Regions from separate parts of the Cydia pomonella genome. Here region 2 is linked to region 1. A link is a contact called in public Hi-C data. All regions are on one chromosome and are shown on one strand. The core of a region is the stretch at or near the end of the contact, and the rest is flanking DNA. Distances in the headings are between cores, read along the strand shown. Region 1 holds the start of LOC133519300 (17-beta-hydroxysteroid dehydrogenase 13-like). Region 2 holds the start of LOC133519308 (acireductone dioxygenase).

The links. Hi-C and Micro-C count contacts between places; a contact is called where the count stands out from the background.
Region 2: a Hi-C map of whole body shows a contact between it and region 1, with 10 times the contacts expected there. The contact joins the promoter of LOC133519308 here to the promoter of LOC133519300 in region 1. A contact is called at or near these places in 2 of 2 Hi-C or Micro-C datasets (both in whole body).

The regions. Positions count from the first base shown.
Region 1 is chr6:22,309,707-22,314,613 of ilCydPomo1, reverse strand. LOC133519300 (17-beta-hydroxysteroid dehydrogenase 13-like) reads left to right here and starts at 1,383. Exons shown (of 7, transcript XM_061853330.1): 1 at 1,383-1,471; 2 at 2,762-2,909. The coding sequence starts at 1,470. It overlaps LOC133519304, which reads right to left and starts at 671. Exons shown (of 4, transcript XM_061853337.1): 1 at 506-671.
Region 2 is chr6:22,483,743-22,488,603 of ilCydPomo1, reverse strand. It overlaps LOC133519308 (acireductone dioxygenase), which reads right to left and starts at 2,297. Exons shown (of 6, transcript XM_061853343.1): 1 at 2,068-2,297; 2 at 1,012-1,178; 3 at 203-335. The coding sequence starts at 2,190. LOC133519304 reads right to left here. Exons shown (of 4, transcript XM_061853337.1): 4 at 3,299-4,861.

The sequences.
Region 1 (4,907 bases), core at 134-2,633:
AACTAAGAACAACGGCAAGAAAACTCACATAAAAAAGCCCTCTTCGACATTCGCTCATCCGTTGGACAGCTAAGATGCCACAGACAGACAGACATCATTAGCATCAAACATAAAACACCCTCTTGTTGCGGGGGTTAATAAAACATGACTGATTGAGATTTTGCTTGCGCTATCCCATGCAATGGCCCCATTTGGCCTTAGGGTACATATGGCCCTCACCTGACTGACTTGTGTCTATGTTATGAACTGGGTCTGAATCTGACTTTAAAAAATTGTGTCAAGTAGTAGGTATATATTTTTAATTATATTCACATTGCCTATCGTGTGCATATGTATCTATGTATTCCACAACAATGATTTTACTTGGTTTTGTTAACTCCAACATGGCTTTTATTTAAATAATATATTTATAACTATAAAATTTATTGATTGGTTTACGTACCCAGATGAGTCTTTATCAATAACATTTCGAGAAATAAATACGAATAGGTAACTATGCACTCACCTTATATCCAACACAACAAAGCGGAGTTCCAATACTCCAAATCACAAAATTGTTACAGAACGCTCAAGTTTTTACACTTCTTTGAACAAGGTTCACTCAATTAACAATATAAACCCACACACTTCGTTTATTTATTATTAAACTTAACGTATTTTGCGATAAACACGCAAATTAACACAAAATACTGCAGCTAAGGTTGATCAACTGTCAAATTGACAGTTGTGTCAGTTGTCACCATGGTGACAGCATTATAGGAGTTTTTCAGACGCACTTAACTCATTTGGTGTTCCAATTTGTTTAGGACATTGAAAAAGCCATCCGCAAATTTTTCATTAAAATATAATTTTTACGTTTACGCATTTGACTTAAATAGCATGGAACTGAAGTTAGGGGATAAACATGTAGATGGCGCTTTAATCAAATCTGCCGTGAGTGAAGATAATTTCTCAATTTCAAAATGGATTTCAAAGTGTACGGGTTATAGAATTAAATAATTAGTAGATGTAATGTAAAAAATTATTAATAATGTTATTATATTCAATTAATATATCATTATAATTAGATACTAGTTTAACTAGTTAAGTTTACTTATGTAATAATCTGTGTGTGCGTTATGTTTAAATTACGTACACATAAATTAATGTCATTTATTGCAATAATGAAGAAGAATGAATGTAAACAAAATATCTGAACATGCACTACGTCTTGATATTTTGGCCACTCTTATTACGTGCCTATCTCAACATTTCTAATTATAACATTGACGTTGTTTATATTGTAACTTGCTAGATAAGTTTATTTAAGTTTATACATAAATGAATTTCGCATACATCAATACGTCTCCGGGCAACTAATTAACCGATAAGGATTATATACCTAACTATTTTATCATAATTAAGTAGAAGAGTGGAGTAAACACATTAGTGTTATTCTTTCACTGGACATAGTTTGAGCAGGATCTAAAATGTAAGTTAATTCAATTTAAACATTTGGTCGTAGAAAATAAAATAAACATATTGCCAGTACGTGGAAAGGATAATAGTGTGCTCGTAATAAGAATTATTTAGTTAGTATTTTATTAAATTGTCAGTGTCAGGAGTCATTAAGAGGATACTGGAGCTGAGATTTAAATATGACGTAATTAGAGTGGCAGAGAAAAATGCCAACAATTGACGAACTTCGATTTTCGCGGTTATAGCCCAGGCCCCGGTTGAAGAAGTCTGGACCATTTAATTTAACCAACTTAAGCAAGCCAAAGCTGGCTAGAACCCGGTTCTTTGGTGAAATGCGTGGCGCATATAGTCATTAAATATAAATACATACTAATGTAACTGAAGTCGAACCGAGCTACTCTTGCACGGGCTTTGCAATGACATTTTGTGGGACCATGAAAATATGGTGTTTATAGGGGTAGGTCCACACTTTGTTAATGCAATATCGGTACAACAGTGTGTATGTCTTTATTCTAATGTAATTGTGATTACTTATATGGCGCCTCATTGTAAGTAGTTAATTTGAATTATATTTTATTATTTTCCTAATACATTAGAATTTTAAAATCATTAATATTTACGTGAATTGGAATAATTAATTGACATTGTATTTTAATTTATAATAATTTTGTAATTAATTATGCCTAAATTGTACTTAATGTGACAGTGTATGATTAATACCAAATAAAATCTATCTATCTATCTATTTTTAATATAACTTAAACTAGGCGTAGGTTTTAGTGCTATAAAACGATCCTGACAGATTATTTTAATATAGTCTTAACTGGTATAACTGATATTTTTTCGAGCAGCAATGTATTTCGTACCTACATCATCGTCACTTGTGACAGTTGTGACATCGCGTCACAGAATAAATTAGTACTACTTACCGTAAAGAAAGGAAACTTCCTACAAAGCCGAAGTTTCACAGCGATTCAGGGCCGAATCATGCTGTCCCTATCTAATGTATGGAAACATCCCTTTCGGCTATTTAGGGTTGTCAAAATTCATCTGTGGTTGCTGGTTGTGCACACAAAGGAACGTCAAAGCCCGAACCGAGAACATTAAATGCGACGTTTTAAGTTAAAACAAAGTATTGATACACTACTTGCTGAATTATTTTATATGGAAAAATAAAAATCATTTGTTTTTTTATAAAACTTATGAAAGTGTTAATTAAAGCCTAAACTAACTACCTACCCTTTTGTTATGCGGTCGTATCAAAATACATGCTGTCTTTTTACCATTTTTCTATTGTTTCCAGGGCAGAGGAGCCAACTGTCATCAGAGTCTGGCTGTTGACGGTCGAGGTGATATCGACTCTGTTAAGGATTATTTTCGAGCTGGCTCGGGGCATTTATCTTTCATTCATGCCACGTGCTCCGAAGGATGTTTCGGGAGAAATTATACTGGTATGTACCTAACCCTGACCTCGTCGCAGAATATATCGTACAGAAATAACACTTCCTACAAAACCGAAGTTTGACAGCGATTCAGGGACGAATTATGCTGTCCCTTTTTAATGTACCTATGGCACTATCCCTTTCGGCCTTTTAGGGTTGTCAAAATTCAAGTCATTATCTTATGGGTCGTGCAAGTATAGGGACGTCAAGTTGTGCCAATGCTCGGAGCAATGCTGAGCCGAACGGAGCCGAGAAAAGCCGAAAGGAGGAGTGTCGCCCCACTGACCTCGTCAATCTCTTAACCATTTAACCACCAAAGACGTCAATTAACGCGCGCGTCAGCTGCCCAATATCGACCTTCGTGCATTTCGACAAGGTGCACGATGATGCGCCACGCATCATAGACGTGGCGTTCAAAGCTTCAATTCCTGAGGGCCTACCGCGAACATCAAAGTCCGCAAATTGCGGGCATCTTTCTCTTTTACTCCAATTAAGGCGTAATATAGTGACAGAGAATGATGCCCGCAATTTGCGAACTTTGATTTTCGAGGTTATAGCCCAGTACATCGGTGTTAAATCGTGTTGTGCGACGAATGCGAGCCAATCGTGCAGTGACTGCACAACTCATCAACCAATCGCGTCGTGGCATTCGTGCGCACAATGCGATTTGACACCAAACGAGAATGTTCGGTCGGAATTAACTATATGAACGGGCCTATCTTTACTAATGAAATCTTTGGGTGTCTGTTAGCTTAATGATAACATAAACTTCAACTCGTGACGGGAATGTACGGAGCGGTAAGAAGCAGGAGCATAGAGCACCATCTACGTTAGTTGTCACATTCGAAGAACGAATTTGTCTTAGACTATATGAATCTTTATCGTTCTATATTGTACCGTATCAGTCACAGGTGTCATAACGTGATAACAATCATATAACAATTATTTCAATGACTTGCACTTACAGCATATCATTGATCGATTAAGGTAGGTATTCTTCGGATTCAAACTACTCCAGCATTACTTCTGCAGTATTGCGGCACAACATTACTGCCAACTGCATTAACTAACTAACTATTTTGTCTCAGTGAGTCAAAAATAATCTTGGCCTCCGAAACGAGAGCGTGTCACTGTTGATCCTGCGCAACTTCCTGCCAGTTATTGACGCGAAGGTGAAGCAGATCCGCCGCCACACTGTCTTCCCAGCGATACCAGGGCCGACCCACCGGACGGCTACCAGTCGGCCGTCCCAAGAACGCCCTTTTGACAGCCCGATGCTTTCCCATTCTGAGTAGGTGACCGACCCAGCGACGTTTGCTTTCGTTTCGCCGATGATATTGGGATGGGCCAACTGCATTTCTGCCGCAAATGCCAAAAATCCGGGCGGCAACATCGATTTTGAGCTTTTGGGTCCGTTTTGGCCGAATGTTAATTACAAATTGAACCCTAAACGGTAACGGACTGTAACAGTTTACGGTTCAATTTGTAATGGTTAATGGTCAATTAAGCGAGTGCGTGGCAGCAGCAACTGTATGCTGAGGGTGTTGGCGGAGCGCCTGGACTGCCCGCTAACAAAGTACTGGGTTGATGTGGTCATTGGTAGGACCAAGTAGTGAATAAATTATTTTCACTGCTTGCTTCTGCCAATGGAATTGTGTCACATTTTTTTTTTTGCATTTTTGTTATTATTATTATGTAAATTAACTAACCTAGTCTTTTTAAGTTTTACTAATACTTATATGGACACATGTCTGAAATAAACAATTTTTAATTTTTTTTAATTTTTTTAATTAACGTTTCTGCCAACACTGCGTTGGGTTAGTGATGCAGTCGGCAGTAGTATTGCAACGCAACATTGCTGGCGACTGCATTACTGCCACGAGGTCAAAATTGCGTTGCAATACAGTTGCAGTAATGCTGGTGTACTTTGAATCCGAACGATACCTTTATTTGTTTTTGATAACTTTGTTGTTTTGAGCTGACGCCAGACTTATCGCTAGACATCAC
Region 2 (4,861 bases), core at 1,048-3,547, 170 kb before region 1:
TTTTTAGACAAAAGAAACCTGAACAATACTTTCATGTTTCAAGTACTTGCATTGAAGTCAAGAGTGAAGGGGTCGTAGATACCACTGGGAAGCACCAGCACGCCTCCTGGGGTGACCTCAATGAGGATCCACAACCCATCACAACTGTAGAAGTAACTACAGCCTTGCAGCTCTAACCTGAAAGTTACTTTCAAGTACTCACATTGAAGTCAAGAGTGAAGCGGTGGTAGATGCCACTGGGGAGCACCAGCATGTCCCCTGGGGTGACCTCGATGCGGATCCATTGGTCGTCACGGTCACGCACGTCAAAATAGCCGGAGCCGTCCAGCACAAACCTGGAATAGAATGTCAAAAGATTCTGTTTCGAAATCTCTTTCTAAATTAAAAAAAAAATTCACATTTGCTCAGGAGCTCAGAGATCGCTGGGCAGCACAAAGGTTTATAATATAAAAATAATAATAATTCAGCCTATATACGTCCCACTGCTGGGCACAGGCCTCCTCTCATGCGCGAGAGGGCTCAAGCTATAATAGTCTAGATTGGGGACTTCACATACACCTTTGAATTCCTTCGCAGATGTATGCAGGTTTCCTCACGATGTTTTCCTTCACCGAAAAGCTAGTGGTAAATATCAAGCTAGTGGCAAATCAAGCTTTATAATATTTTATCTAAATAATAGCCAACATTACGATAAACTGTTTTGTTACAACAAATTTATTATCTTTGATAATGTTGTAATTGCTTCATTACTATTATTTTATGGTATTAACGTAGGACTAACGATTTACGGGGTAAATATATAGGTAATACTGAGCAACTTTTACGATGAGACCAACCCAGAAATCGGCTTTCTGACCTTGACATTTTCTATGGGAGAGTAGTTATTTTCGCGATTTTGGGGTTGGTCTCATTGTAAAAGTTATATTTTTGACCTAGTTGTATTTCTAATTTTAGGGAGGATATTTTTGTGGTGTATTTTAAATATAAGAACCCTGGATAAAGGTACAGTACCGGATCTCTTCATCAGTATGCAAGTGCTCAGTGTAGAAGGCAACCAGTTTTTCTTCGTAGTTGGGTAGTGTTGCCTTGGATGCCTCCATCCTGTCCTCGTAGGTGTAGCCGCGGTCCTTCTTTATCTTGTCTAGGACTCCATCAGTCTCATGGGTGTCGACATTTAGCTGAAAAATTAAGGAGAGAAATTGAGCAGAGTATGAAATAAGATCTTTTTCAAGCAAGTGTGATGAAAGAACACATGTTTGCATCTATTTATTTACCTAAAGGGACAGACTACATATACAGGATGATTTTGGGGTTATGGAGCAAGAGCACAAGATATCATATGGAATTCAAAGATGAGCCTAATGATGTTGCTAATTATTTATTATCACCAATAATGATGATTCGTTTTCAGATGGAACGTAGAAAAAAAAAACATTTTTGCATACAATTTGGTTACTACTCAATGTGACTTCTTGTCACTTTCCATACAGCATATGTCAAAAGTCATAGGGTGACCATGATTACTAAGTATAAGGTAAATTTTACTTGGAAAATAAGAAACATGAAACTAATTACCTTTTAATCAAATACTACCATATGATAATGTGGATCATTTACAGCATATGCAACAATAAACTTTAGTTTCCAACATCACTTTAGTATTGTATGGGGTCGAATGGTCCCCGTATGGCATGTTAAATCAAAGTTTCAATGTCAGTATTTTTGGTGGCCCTACCAAAAAGATATTATTCATTCATTTATATGATAAGTGCAAATATTTGAATTCCTGAGCCTTATTTATAGTCTTTATTATGTATATTAGTCTACCAAAGTTACTGATATTTCAATGCGATAAAGTTGAAAGTCAAAGTAACAATAGTTAGGTTACGTTGTTTATAAAAGATAAGATAAAAATAATTATGTTTTTGATCGAACATTACTCCCGTTTATCTAAACGTAAGCATAAAAAATATGGTCGGTAATCATGACATTGCTGTTGATAATTGATTAAATATTGAAATTGAAAGAAAAACCGAATATAGATAAAAATAAGACGTAAAAACTTACGCTAAAGTATTCAACACCAGTCTTCTTGTACAATTCATCGAGAGATACAAACTGTGGAGGGTTCCTGTGATGTTCTGCGCGTTGATCATTCTTATCTTCATCCATATACCAGGCTTTCACCATTTTGTAACAAGTAAATACAAAAAAACTATAAAGAAATAATAAATTCAGTGTAATGAAAGGCAATATGAAATGGCCCGATCTGACATAAGAACAATGACATTGACATATCACACAGGACATCACTTTGCTTGTCATTGCCAGTAAAATAAATTAAAAAAATCTGCAAAACTCTTTTACAAAATGAATAAAAATGTTTTTTTTTTTAAAGTAAGTTCAAGTAAGTCGAAGTAAACTTGGTTCACCGAAGCTATTTAATTGATTTTGTGACTGGATTAAACCCTATTTGTATAATTTAGAATGTTTTACTTATGGTGCAGTGTCTCTGTCTCACCACTAAATAAAGGGTATTTGATTAGTGGCTACACCGGAAAGAGGAGTCTGTTTAGATTGTTAACCGCAAGCGTGTACGTGTGTTGTTTAAGCAGTTTTAAGTATTTTAGCCATAAAAAAAGCAATGATGGGCGTGAAATTCAACTTTTGTGAGTATGTATAACGACAAAATGGGAGGACAATCCTTTGCTCCTACAATTTCCTACTGACGGAAATAGCTTGCAAAACTATATTTTGTTACTGTAGACGAAAATAGGACGGCAATAGTTAAAAACAAGCTGCAGGGATAACCTCAGAGGCAATCTTTTATCTGGGGTATGATCGGGAGATAGCGCGTACATTTCTTTGGTTTCCCGTCATTTTCTGGGCTTCCTTTTAAATTGCTGTAAGAATTGTGGATTTTTGTCTTGGTGGGTTCTTGTGGTATGTTATGTGTGGCATGCTCCAACGTAGGCGCTTAGCACACTGGAAGCGGGATGTCGCTATAATATGCGCATAGCGTTGTCTCGCTCAAACAACGGAGCGACGTGCGAATCGGACCCAGTTCTAGTGTGCATGCCAAGCGCCGTAACGTTTAAACTACAGTCTATCTTAATGAAATAATAAAGAATTCACCGATACGTTTTCTTGCCCCGGGTAAGATACATTTGAAATTGATTTCCAAAATCTGTTACAATCAAAGTTTGTAAATAAGTGTTTAAACTACCGTGACTCGTGTGGTAATTCTTTTCTCACAAGGAAATATATGGTTATGTAGAATAAATGAAACACCGTCCAATTCCAGTAAAAATAGATTTAATCCAGATAATACTAGTGTTACAACTTAATGCATTTGCATGAGCAACCTAGGATACATCAATGTTTTGGTGATCTATAATTTCTTAGCACCGATACTGGTACTGAGGGTAGGTAATATAGAACCTTGACAGACAAGAGTGGGTATACATTTATAATAAATATATCTTGATGTGAGACTACAACGTAAATTTTAAAATTATATCACTTTATAGAATCATTTGTCAAAATTATGTATGTACAAATCAAAAATTTGAAATAGAGGTGGATTGTCAAAGAAAACTTTTTAGCTTCAGTAAATTTACTGCCATCTTTCGACACATGATTAAATTTTTAGAACTGCATTTGACTTTGATCCCTATTATTTCACGTATATATGTTCAATTAGTTAAATACCAAAAAGTGGCGCCATCTAATAGATCGAAGGCCAAAGGTATGGCGGCATCGTTTCAACTGTTTCAAGCGATGGCGCCACTTTTTGATATTTAACACATCAGTGAAAGAATAAGGATCAACGTCGAATGGCGTTCTAAAAGTTTTAATCATGTGCCGAAAGATGGCAGTAAATTTACTGAGGATACAAAATTTTCTTTGATAATCCACCTCAATTTTAAATTCTCTTTGCTACAAATAAATAATTATTAATTTTACAGCAATCAAAAAAATAAATTCGGTAAGTATACATTCATATGAATGTAATTATACCTACATATAAAATTAATCGTTTTTTTTTCACTACCCACAATATAATTTGTTACAATATTGACAAAATATTTAGGATAAGTTTTGAATCAGAAAGTGCAAAAGTTACTTAGTCGTAAATATTTTTTCACCAAACTACATCTAAATCACACAGATTTAGTTTACACGATTTATATAAATATATTACTTCAAATCTTATTTGAAACGCTAAGTTAGGTACAGCTAAGTTTGATATGACCGCAGTGGCTACGAAAATTAAGTTTTCAAATAATTCCTGATATGAGAAGGTCAATTGTGCAATGCAAATTAAACACGAAAAAAAGTAAATGCAACAAATCATTTGAGAAAACAAGTTATGGACGGACGTCTAAATCACAATCAAATAAAATAATGCATAAAGGTGTTTTCACCGCACAAACTGGTAAAGAGCCTCTTGATAGTTCCAAATCTGATTAGAAAGTTGCATTTTATCCACACGTGTGGCAAAGTATACAAATGCAAATTTTGAGTTGTTTCTTTATATTGGCTGGTAGAATTTACTTTTAAATGATGATTTTGAATGATAAAGATTTGGAAACATTCATTTTAAATTGATTTCGATTGCTTTTGTTTGCTATTTTGCAGTTAGTATTTTCCTTGAGTCGGTGTGGTGAAAATTGTGTGTTTCACTCGGTGTCAAAATTTGTTCAATCCTCGTGCCTTGAAACCCCCGCAACGCTAAAGATTCCACGTTACAAACTCGCTACGCTCGTGGTCCAAATTTGGAATCTTTCGCTTGCTCGGGTATCAATATTAGCACGATAGGTTAAACAACAACTTTGCTCCCTTGTAAAACAAATAACAA